2 separate regions of the Arachis hypogaea genome follow, and region 2 is linked to region 1. The links are chromatin contacts, called in public Hi-C maps. All regions are on one chromosome and are shown on one strand. The core of a region is the stretch at or near the end of the contact, and the rest is flanking DNA. Distances in the headings are between cores, read along the strand shown. Region 1 holds the start of LOC112775669 (DNA excision repair protein ERCC-1). Region 2 holds the start of LOC112777246 (E3 ubiquitin-protein ligase ATL6).

Region 1 (6,603 bases), core at 1,195-3,694:
TCAACATCTTAACCATGAACCTTCATCCTGAATAAGAGGATTGAATGATTGATAGCTATTCTGTATTTTCTAGTCAGTATTTCATAATAAACTCATCAGCTAGCCAATAGCAGATAATAGCACCATTTTTACACCACTAAGAGTTGACAAAAATAAAATAGAAAGACATTTTAAGCATGAAACTATGCAAACTTCACAAGTTAGAAGGAGCATTAATTTCACCTCCATCCACATAGAAGGGTGCAGTCATGAAGCAGAGCTGTTTTGGTAACTTCAAGAAGAGGCTTCATTACATCCTCCTGCAATCAATGAGGTAAAAAAATGTAATTTAGTTCATGAAGACAATATTTCCAGATAGATTTGCGGTAAGCATAAAATAAAATAGATGCAACTAGAGATTGGGAATATCTGTGCCTGACCACATCAACATGGCATAAGACTACTCGAAGCTTGAAATTCTTCTGTAACTCCCTTATTCTATAATATAAATAGTCTGGATGCAGCAAATGATACCGGAGACTGCATTTGAAACATCCACTTGAGTCAAATTGATGCATAAATATATTAAACCAATCCTACTAGTGAGAAAATGAATTAGAAAATTCCAAGTAGCTTAGTTCATTACTAAATTAAGTCATGTGGTGAGTGTCATTTTTTTCTTAATACAGGACCCTAATAATAAAAACAGTTGCATCGTCCTACTATTGATAGACCATGAACGAGGAGATTGATCATCAGCTTGCAATTTGATATGAAAGTTCAACAAACGAGGAAATAGCTGTGCATCACATTTTGAAAAAGATGGAACTTCAGTGATAAAAACGAATGTGTTATGTCCACTTATTCTCTCTCATTCACTAAACAAACACATGCCAGTCCCCTCTTGGGTATGAGACTTATCCCTTGTGGTTCCTAAATCTCCTCCTAAATGCTCATAATGTTGACGTAGTGTACAAGAAAGAACGAGTACACAAAACATTTCTCTAATAGATCACTTGACTTCAAATCGGTTGAATAAGTTATATTTCCGGACAAACTAGCAAGGAATGCAACTTGCCATCCAACATAAGTATTTATTGATCACAACAACAACAAACATAACGAACAACCGCACTAAATCAGTGTAGTACTACCTCTAAATACAACAACAAAACAAGCAACCTTAAACTTCCCAAAAATTGAAAGGAAAAAGACAAAAAGCCTAACCTGATATAGAGTGCACATGAGCTTTGACCAAGCAAGTAGTCACAAACAATATCAGCAAAGGTCCATCTAACATTCCTAATGTGTTTAAGCAACGGATTTCCTTTCTGCAAAATACAAGAAAACAAAAACGTTCACCAGATAATAATAATAATATAAATAATGAAAATTAGAACAGAAAACTCAATAAATGAAAATAATCACACTGCTTAAACCTGTCTGTGGCTAACAAGGATGGCATTGCGACTTTGAGCGACTTGAGACGAAGCTGCAGCAGCAGAAGACGTCGAAGTTGAAGATGGAGGGTTCAATTGAGAACTTTCCCTAAATCATCAAATTAATCTTCAAATACTACAGATAGCGATGTTTATACTTAACAATGGACCAAAATTCGTAGCAAAGATAAACCAAAAATGTGTAAAGTAAACCTTGAAATTGAAGAAGAAGCAGCGGTGATGGTGGTGGCGGTGTTGGTGGTAGGAGGCGGAGGAGCGTAGAACTCAGAGGATTTGACGAAAGAAAAGGTTTGGGAGAATGTTTGCGAGGGAAGGAAGAGTGAAGGTGGAGTTGATTTTTGTTGCGAGCTTTGGAGAACTTCTTCGTAGGAAGGTATCTTGATCACTACGGAGCTCTTCTTGTTCGCGCCATCGTCGTTCTTCTTATTGTTTTGCTCTTTCAACTCATTCTCCATTTTCCACCTCCTCAGTTCCCAGATTAACTAACAACAAGAAAAATTAATAGTTCACAGTTCACAAAATTAACAACAACAAAAATTAATAGTTCACAGTTCACAAAATTAATGAAAAATTATTCAATTATAGTTACAAAAAAAAATTTTGAATACCAGGGACTGAGGGAGCGCAGAACAGGGCAGAGCTGGTGCAAGAGGGGGACAGGGAGCAGTGGAGCACGATCGAAGGCTGAAGGCGGAACAGAGTTGGCGTCGGCGGGACGACTGCGGGACGGAGGCTTCGACGTTCCGACGGTGGTGCGCAATGGAGGGGAAGGAAGTTGCGACGGTTGCTGCGCAACGGAGGGGAAGGAAGATGCGACGCCGCGACGGTGGCTTCCAAGTTCGCAATTGCGTCGGCGGCGGTAGCAGGCGGTGGCTGGACGGAAGTGACGGAGGAGCACGAGCTCGATGAGAGGAACTCGGACTGGCTGAGTGTGAGAGAGGCAGGAGCGCGTTTTGGTTAGGGGGCAGGCTTAGGGCTGGGGCGGTGAGGGTTACCTCCCGTGCCTTAATGTGCTACAAAACGGCGCCGTCTAAACTTAAAATGCAAAAAACCGGCCGAGTCGTGGTTCGATTCAGTCGATCGATTTCTGGCCGGTTTGATGGTTCAAGAGCAGTTTTTGAATTTTCCAATTTTCTCATCTGATTGATTCGCTTTTTTTTTTTTTTTCGATTTGCGGTTTGACTGATTCGACTGGTCGATTCGAATCGGTTTTTAAAATCTTGGTTTTTACCCAAAAAAATCAATTGCAGCGAGCTTATGGGAATTTGAAAAAAAAAAAACTCAAACTATTCAAACATAACAAAATTGACATATGTGACCGGTTTGAGATAGAACGTGCATCTTGAACGCCTTTTAAGGGATACCTGTGGAGATAGCTTTGACATCTTTTTAGTTTGAAAACATGTTGATCTATTTCTTGGCCTTGGAAAATGTTTACAAGATTCTCTAGTAATTTCTGAAAGATTCGCTTACCTTTTATCTACTTGTGACGGCTCGCGTTGGTCGTTGTGGGTTATCCACTAACCTAATACTATTAGAGTCGTCGTCTTACTTCCTTCGCCGTTCCACTTCACATAACGTTTGCTGCAAAAAGGAGGGATTCCTCAGTCAAGAAAAGCTTTCTTAGTTCACCACTTTGTTGACTCCACTCTTCTACACAATAACTCATTCGTTGCTTTAGGAATCTACATTCAATCTTCCAAAGAAGTTCTGCTAGTATAACCTCATCCGAGTAGTCACTCTTCTCATAGTCTATGTCTAGTCTATTTTGGACAGAGCAATAAGAAAGGACCAAAATACCAAAGATTAAGGATGACTAAATCCACAAAGGTAAACATATGCATAGTAAGATTAGAAATTAAAATGGTTCCCGAAGAAGTATTTAAGCTGGAAGAGCGCCTAATTTACACCCTAGTTTTCGTACTAAAGAATGTCCTCCCGTTGGGTTCAAGGATTGGATTATTGGAATAAAATATGTGTTTGCTATTATCAGTTCAATGAAAACTAAGGGTTCTCACGACCCAGACCGGCCCAAAACTCAAACCGAGCTGAAGGCATATTTTTGCTTGGTTAGGGTTTTTCAAATTTATTTGTTGTCATTTTTGCATTATCCAGCCCGATATGACCCTGTTTTTCATAATAAAAATATAATTTGGTCGACCCAATTTAACTAAGTTTAGGTTGTTGTCAGATTTGTATAGGACTAAAATACAATCGATTGCCTTTTATAGTTTGGTTTGGGTCTAATTAAATTCGGCCCAACACATGAACACAATTATCGGACAACATGTGATATAACTTTAGATTTAATAGAAATGGTTAGCTCAGGAAGTGTTAATTCAAAAACGCTACATGGTCATCGTTAAAGTCATTGTTTACTTGCTAATCCATGGTAGTCACCAACTCGATCATAGTACTCTAGTTGTCCGACAATAGACTAAAACTCATATCTCTAAAAATATTATGTTACCTCATGGCAGGAAGTAGTAATTCCTGCTGACCCGCTAACATTTTCTAATAATAAAAAAAAAAAAACACTAGTTGGCATAACCTACTTTTGTTGTGTGTATAATACATATGGATTAAACATGAAGTTTATCGTCTACTTTTACTCTTTTCAAAAAGGTGTTTTCGGTTTTAAAATTTATGCTATAAATGGTGACATCTTAATTTACTTGAAATCCAAAAAAAAAACAGACCCTAACTTTCGCTTATTCTCCTTGGCACACGGTTGGATTGAGATATATTCATTGTATCAATGACAATCTCATTATTCATCATAATGTACATTAACCCCTACTATAATAATATATGCCACTTCACCCATACAATGGATTGTAAGGAAAGAATTTATCATCAAAAGTATATAAAATAATTACGAATTATAACTATTAAAAATAAAGCAGTAATTCGATCAAGTAAATGCTTCATTGAGACATCAATTTCGTACGTTGGCTAACATTAACAAATTAAACACATGCTATAAACTTTTGCACAACTTTCCTTACATTATTTTGTTGATAGGAACTACATGAATATAAAGGAACGAGATAATTAACAAAAACACAAGTCTTTAGAAAGATATATGATGCTACATGTTCAAACTCTGGCCATCATAAGAACCATCGTTATCGAATCATGGAAAGAAGCCTAAATCTTACCTTCAGGCCCAAAACTCTAAATTAAGGTAGCCCACAGATTACCTGATATACAATCAGCTATAAAATTTTGATAGTTGGACGAAATATATATAATATAATAATAACTTTTATAATAAAAATATTATGTTTATATAAAAAAAATTAGCTATCAAATTATCTATTATAAATTTGTGTATAAATACATATATCATTTAACTTATTTTTAATAATTGTAGTGGGGTGTTTGCCTCATACCCTAAAAGGTATAACTACTCAATAAAATTTTAAATTGTATATAATGATGTCATATTATTTACCTACGTATGACTAGTTAAGATGGTAAAAAAAAAAAATAGAAAATCTATTTATAAAACTCATACAATTTTACGGATATGTCTTTTTAGTCACAAGTTTAATAACACCTTGTGTGGATGTAGTGTAGATAATGTAAGAGGGAGAGAATGGAATCTTAAATTGTTGCAGTATAATTACGGCTTACTATTATTTGTTGTGGAGATTTGAAAACGGAACAATAACTGTTGAAGATGTCCGTGCAGGAAAAAGAAAGAGATGGTGTCACTATATACTGGGAAGTGGATTGTCTTTTTAATGAAATAGTCAAACACATTTTACATCTTTTTTTTATATTTTTAATATTAAAATTATTTCTAGATTTGTATTCTTAAAAAATGAATATATATTACTAACACATCATTTATTGAATTATTAGAACAAAGTAATTATACACATAATTTTATTATAATATTTAAAAATAAAAAAAATTAAGCCATTGTTAAATTTTTTTTTGAAAAACTTAAAATAGAAGAGTAATGATTGAAAATGAAAATTTATTTTTCTGATTCTGTTTCTAATACTTAAATATATAAGAATATATATATATATATATATATATATATATATATATATATATATTATTTTTTAAAAATACTAAAAAAGAAAATTTTATTTTTTTATTAAAAAATTAGAAAAACAATTAGAAGAATGAGTTAACATTCCTAATATTTTTCTAAAATGAATAACCGATAAAGATATATGATATTTATTACATTTATTTTATTTTAACTAGCAGATGAGCATGCATACATAATATTTGAAATTAGTTTTTTCTCAAAATTTATTTAGTTAAAAGAAATAATATTTTATTAAAAGTAGTGCTTTGGAACAAATTAAAATTGTCATACAAAATATTTAGAAATTTTAAGACAACTCTAAAACTTGTTAAAAATTTTTTTTATAAATATTTAGTATTCTCGCCTTTTCGTTCTTCGTTTATCAATTTTCGTTCTCTTTAATTATTCGTGTATTAGTAAAATATGGATTATTTGGGTTAAGTTCTGAAAGAAGGAAGTAGTTTATAGTTTTTTACCAAAAAAATTATAAAATTTGAATCTCCCTACGTTACAAAATATTTTAAACTGTTGCATAAATTTTTTTTGTTCGTTACAAAACATCTTTAAAATCTTATAACAAAATGATTGTTCGTTACAAAAAACAAAATATTTTATTACAATATACTAGTTACATTAAAATTTTAATTTTCTGGATCCTACCGAACTTTTAGTTCAATATATCACGCCCCTTAGTGCAATATAACATGCCCAATAGCATTTTTAAATATTTATATTTAATTCAAAAATCTTTTTAACAGAATAACTTTAAAAAAAAAAAACAAAAAAATTATGATCATTGAAAAGATATAGAGAAACGGCGATGACCAATTAGTAATAATATCTAAGCAAACAACACTTTAAGATATTAAGATTTTACGACTGAGCCCACACGTCAGTTTTTTAATTATTGAATTCTAAAATGGACGTTAAACAATAAAAAAACATTAAAAAAAGGAAAAATTTACGTATTCAAAGTTTAAAATAATTATTATATTCATTTAGTGAGAGTTTAAAAAGTTGAGTGTTTAAGTATATAATTAAAAATAGTTCGATTAAATCCTCTAAATAAAAATATTTCACTAAAAGAATCTAAAATTTGGAAATGTTAAAATG
Region 2 (5,940 bases), core at 2,684-5,183, 800 kb after region 1:
ATAAAACGGATATCCAAATAATAAAACGGATATCCAAATAAGTAAACGGCTACCCGGGAATCGATCACCCGAGGCCAATAAAACGGATATCCAAATAACAAAATGGATATCCAAATAACAAAAATAGTGACTCGTGAATCGATCACCCGCAAAGCCAACAAAACGGGAATCCAAATAAGCTAAATAAACAAAGTCTTGAAATCGGCCCACCAAGAGGCCTAAAATAAGTTCACAATAACGGCCCAAAAAAGGCCACACAAAACAAGCATGAGCTGACGGTCTTCCAATTCGCGGAAATCCATATTGACCAACATCCTACCAATTGGTACATGATGACGTCACGCCTTTTTCAAGCCCCTCACAGTCTCCCGAACTACAGAGAATCAGACTCTCCAATGACTTAGCATTGAGACCAAGAAAGCATACTCTCATGCTCCGGGGGCAACTGTTCCAGACCCGATCTCCGGGCCCTTCTTCGGAACGGTCATCAAACCCGGCATGTGATGAGATGCCCAAACAATGCGCTCCTGGCCTAACCATGAAACGGCTAGGAACTCCCCAAATCCTCGACCTCGATCGGAAAAACCAAACAACGATCTCCTTGCCAAACCACAATGGCGAGAAAAATGTTTCTCCAGCGATGAGACTGAGCACACTCACTCTCTCGCTCCGGGGGCAACTGTTACGGATCCGGCCCACGGATCCTACACCCAGAACGTTCCCCGAACTCGGTTACCAGGGTCCGACCCCCTTCGCCCTTCCAGAAGGCCCGGAACCAGCCCACTAGAACTCCTAAACCAACTTTCGAATTCAAACGTCTCTCTTATCTTAGCCAAATAAGATAAGATAAGATAAGATAAGATAATTCAAACGTCTCCCTTATCTTAGCCAAATAACATAAGATAAGATATTCACTATCACCTATAAATAGAGGACCCAGGTCCCTCCAGGTATTCATTCATTCCTCACACCTTCTACCTCTTAGATCCATTCTGACTTGAGCGTCGGAGTGTCTTTGCAGGTACCACCCCCCATTGCTCCAGGCAAGTGATCCGACATCTGCCTCAACCCACAAGTTCTCGATCCATCTCTCAACCCGTACCAGAGACATCTTGTACATATATATATATATATATATATATATGTATATTATTCAAAATATAAAATTAAAGCTAATGAAACTATCCTCATATAAAAGTAATATCTCATATGAAAAGTACAAAGTCATATTTAATTTCTACTAGGACTATCATTGACCATTCATGTTAAAAACGAAAAAAAAAATCTCTGATTTTATAATTTTAAAATACATAAATTTTTAATTAATTAAAAATATAAAAATATCTTTTATTTTTTAAAAAGTAAGATATTTAAATTTGTCAATCTAAAATATATAAAGATAAATAAATTTTTTAAAAGAACTTAAATATCTTTCATTTTTAATAATAAAAAATATTTTTATATTTTTAATTAATAAAAAATTTATTTATCTTTAAAATAAAAAGTTAAAAACTTATTTATCGTTTTTCTGATAGATAATTTGAAGCAAATGAATAAGGCGATTCCTCAATATATGTTATTGAGTCATGCATGCTACATGAATACGGGAATTTTTTACTTATCAACTGCTATTTTTAGAATTAATTATTGAATTATTACATTTTAAAATATATTACTGAATTGTTATCTTTTTATCATGGTAGTAATATGTTTTAAAATAATAATAATTTGATAATAAATTTTAAAAACAGTAACAAATAAATGAAAAGATGTGAATACAAAAATTAATTAACAATAATTGGTCATTAAAATAGAATAAAATAATATATAAATATACTATAACTAATTTATGGTGTTCATTAAAAAAAAATCTTTACAATATTTTCTCTAGTTTCTCACAATGACTTGAGTACTACTTGTTTATTTGAGTACTGTTTGAATATTTTGTTTATCTAATACGATACTCCACTTATTGTGTTAAATTTCCTAAAATAAAAATAATAGACCCATGGTAAAAAGCCAGAAATCAACTAAGAATAGACCCAAAATTTCAAGGAAACCAATTTCACTTTTTTCAAAGTTGCACACTTGCTTATTCAAAAAGTTAGTTGCTGATAATAACAATCTGAAGTATAAAACATATTTAAAATATGTGCATTTGAATGACTTTTTTATTAGTTTTTAATTTTTATCTAGAAAAATCATCACTAATAAAAAGATGAAGCTTTAGATGGACCCCTCATCACAGAGTATAGCCCTCACCATAGAATATAGAAGACGCAGGTAAAATAATTACTCCAAAATCCTCAACCTATCTCATTTTGCTTATAAATTCTTAACATTCTTAATTGAACTGAAATTTAATTTATGATATGATTTCACTGTGTATCAATAAATGTGCTACTTATACACATCTTTACAAATTTCACGTTGGAAAACCAAAATCGTGGCCAAATAATAATTATAAAAAAAAAAACAAACAAAAGAATAAATACAAAAGAACCATTTAAGTTGGGTTCATAGAAAGCTCAGTTAAACCGGTAGATGGTCTATTTCTGATGTTGCTGTTGGTGCAGTCAGAACTGGTGGTGCAGCTGCTGGAGCAGCCGATGAACTTCCGCCGCCGGCGCTATTAGCCACCCGTGGTGACTTAATTGACGACGCCCTAACGAGAAACGGTGGCGCCATAGTGAAAATCCACCGGTCCGACTTAAAAACCCGGTCTAACCGCCTTGTAGACCAGCCCCTACTACTTCCTTCTCCGCCCCCAGTTCGGTAACCCCTCTTTGAGCTCCCTTCTCTCGGCAAAATAACCAAGCTCCTCGCTCGGTTCAACTGAGGTTCTAGAATCTTCTTCCTCACTTCCAAAGGCAATCTTAAAGTGAACCGCTCTGTGTCCTCACCTGGTTGGACCAGCGAGTGCCCGGTCGAATGTGATCTCGGAAACCTCCTCGGCCTCCCCGACCGGGAACCCCTGGTGCGGTTCAAATTCAACGCCTGGTTCATATTCAAACACAATACTTCCCGTTCATCAACACTTACCCTTTCATTCTTATTACTCTCCAGATTCTCACTTTCTTGCTCCACAGCAACTACGACGTCGCTTTGGTTCCGCGATTCCAAATTGCGCGGCGAGGACAACTCGTCGTTTGCCAACTCCGGAATCACGACGGCGGCGGCGCCGCGTACGGAGTCTCCCGGTTGTGGGAGGAGGTCGGCTCTGCAAACCGGACACGTGGTGTGAGACTCGAGCCACTCGTCGATACACTCAGGGTGGAACACGTGGTCGCATTTGGGAATCAAACGCAGCGTTTCAGTGTCTTCAAACTCGTTGAGGCACACTGCGCATTCGAGTGCTCCCTTTCCAATCTTGTGGATTTTTACGACTGAGTACTCTAAGGTTGGGAACGAGTCGATGACGGCAGGGTCGAGACCTCGGTGACCACGGCGGGATCTGCCGGTGGCGACAAGGTGGCGGATGCTGGCGGAAGGAGAGTCGGAGCAGTGGCGGATGTAGATGGAGAAGAATCCCATGAGGAAGAGTGCGGAGACGAGGATTACAACTATGATCGCCATGGAAGGGCTGAAACGGTTGTAGTAATTGTTGTTTTGGTTGTTGTTATCGGATTGTGCTCCGGTGAAGGGAAAGAAGAGAAGCAGGTGAAAGAGAAAGAAGGAGAGAAGGATAATTGCGTCATTTGGACGGTTATGCAAAATGGAGGTCATGGTGGTGTTGTTTTTGGTCACTGAACAACGTTTTGTTGAGTTGTAGAGAATAGAAGAAAGAAAATAAGGGTGTTAAGAGTGAAGGGGGTTTAGCTTATAAATGGAAAAAGTGGGAATCGCTGCCAGTTGTTGAGGAACGGAAGGTAAGAATGAAGCTGAGGGTTTGTATGTTTGATTGAAATCTAATTAATTAAGTGATTTAAAGTTGTGGTCAGAGACGGTGTACTACGTGGACTAACTTAATGCCGCCGAAGCTTCCATAGAAAAAATATTTGGGGGACCAACTCTATTAGGAAGGAAATTAATTAGGAAGGCAGTTAATTAATGAAAAAAAAAAGTTCACTAACAAAAAAAATAGAGACCATTTAAATAAAGACACAAAAAATGATTTTTTTTTAAAGATGTGTACACGTATCATAATATGATTGAACATTTTTATTAAACCGGTTAATAAGCTATTTTTTAATAAACCACAACAAAATCAGTTTATCATAGCAAAAATAATAAGTCCAATTGTCTGTATTATAATTATTAGATCTGGTTTGTTTCGATCGATTTACACAATATGAACCGAATTATATTTAAATTCTTTTATAAAAAGATAAATATATCCTTGATTTTTTATTTTGCAGATATTTAAATTCATAATAATTTAAAATACAATTAAGTTCCTATAAAAAAATTTCTAACCCTAACCCCTTATCTCTGCCCAAGCCAAAATTCAAGCCTAACGGTGAAATAATTTACAGCCTTCTGGATCGTGGTTTAAGGTTTGGCTCTGTGATTTACCTGATCTACCAAAGCTTGGAAGGTTTTGCAATGGAAATATTGCCTTAAAATTTTCATTACCAGACAAATTCTCACTAATCGATTACCAAAAGATGGAGAGCTTTTGTGCAGGTGCTGTCAGTGTCAATAGGTGGACAGAAGTTGAATTTAAGGAGGATAAAGATCCAGTTTTATTGGAAGTTGATCTCAACTCTGCTGTACGGAAAGCATTTGAAGGAATGGTAAGTGTTCCGAGGGTTACCTGAAACTGTAGGTTGATCTCGGACGAGATCTGCGGTGGTCGTGGCTTTCCCTTTTAATGCACGCTTTTCATTGGTCCAACTTCTATTGTCGATCCTTCCTAAGTTATTTTTAGTAATCCATTTTTAGTCAGACCTTGTCAGGCCACTTTTTATGGAGGTCCGACTTCTTCTTTGTGGGTCCTTCTTAAGTTATTTTTAGTAGTCCATTTTTAGTCAGACCTCGTCAGGCCACTTTTTATGGATTACTTTTTATAACTTTTTGCGTTGGTCGTTTTGTTTCGACCTCTTTGTAAGTTATTTTTAGCAGTCCATTTTTAGTCAGACCTCGTCAGGCCACTTTTTTGGATAACTTTTTACAACTTTTTGCGTTGGTCGTTTTGTCCGACCTCTTTGTAAGTTATTTTTAGCAGTCCATTTTTAGTCAGACCTCGTCAGGCCACTTTTTATGGATTACTTTTCATAACTTCTTGCATTGATATGTTTTAATCGCTTGCACTTTGCCGACCTTGTCGTGATCGAACGGTGAATTTGGTTTTCACGTTGTCGACCTTGTCGTGATCAAATGGTGAATTTGGTTTTCACGTTGTCGACCTTGTCGTCATCGGGCGGTGAATTTGGTTTTCACCTTGCCAACCTTGTCATGACCGGACGGTGAATTTGGTTTTTACCTTGCCGACCTTGTCGTGATCGGAAAATGAATTTTTTCGCTCAAATCAATACGTCTTGGTAGGAAACCTTTTAGGGAATCTGAAAAATTTTATTCAAGTAGAAAATAGACATATAGACAAGAATGTATTCATATAAGTGCTTACCCTTCTAAATCGGGCAATTTTGTAGATCTTGGCTTGGTGCCTCATTAAAAAACCTTTTTCAGGAAAAAGAGTGCACCTTAACCTAAGATCTTTATTATTGTCTAACTATAGTACCTTCTTAGATTACAGGCATGCCATGACCTTGGTAGCTCTCGTCCCTTGAGGTCAGACACCTTGTAGCAGCCTTTTCCCAGTACCTCTACAACTCGGTAAGGTCCTTTCCAGTTAGCTACTAGCTTCCCCTCTCCTGATTGACCTGCTCTGATGTCATTTTGGATTAGGATGAGATCGTTGCAGGTGAAGCTTCGCGGATTACCCTCTGATTATACCTTGAAGTCATTTGACGCTTTAGCGCTTCCTCTCTAATTCGA

The links. A called contact is a pair of places that touch in the nucleus more often than the background predicts.
Region 2: a contact with region 1 is called in a Hi-C map of leaf, with 5 times the contacts expected there. The contact joins the promoter of LOC112777246 here to the promoter of LOC112775669 in region 1. A contact is called at or near these places in 2 of 8 Hi-C or Micro-C datasets (both in leaf).

The regions. Positions count from the first base shown.
Region 1 is chr19:45,699,885-45,706,487 of arahy.Tifrunner.gnm2.J5K5, forward strand. It overlaps LOC112775669 (DNA excision repair protein ERCC-1), which reads right to left and starts at 2,445. Exons shown (of 10, transcript XM_029295492.2): 1 at 2,048-2,445; 2 at 1,632-1,921; 3 at 1,419-1,527; 4 at 1,207-1,310; 5 at 420-519; 6 at 223-299. The coding sequence starts at 1,894.
Region 2 is chr19:46,497,278-46,503,217 of arahy.Tifrunner.gnm2.J5K5, forward strand. It overlaps LOC112777246 (E3 ubiquitin-protein ligase ATL6), which reads right to left and starts at 3,934. Exons shown (of 1, transcript XM_025821579.3): 1 at 2,320-3,934. The coding sequence starts at 3,726. The coding sequence ends at 2,533.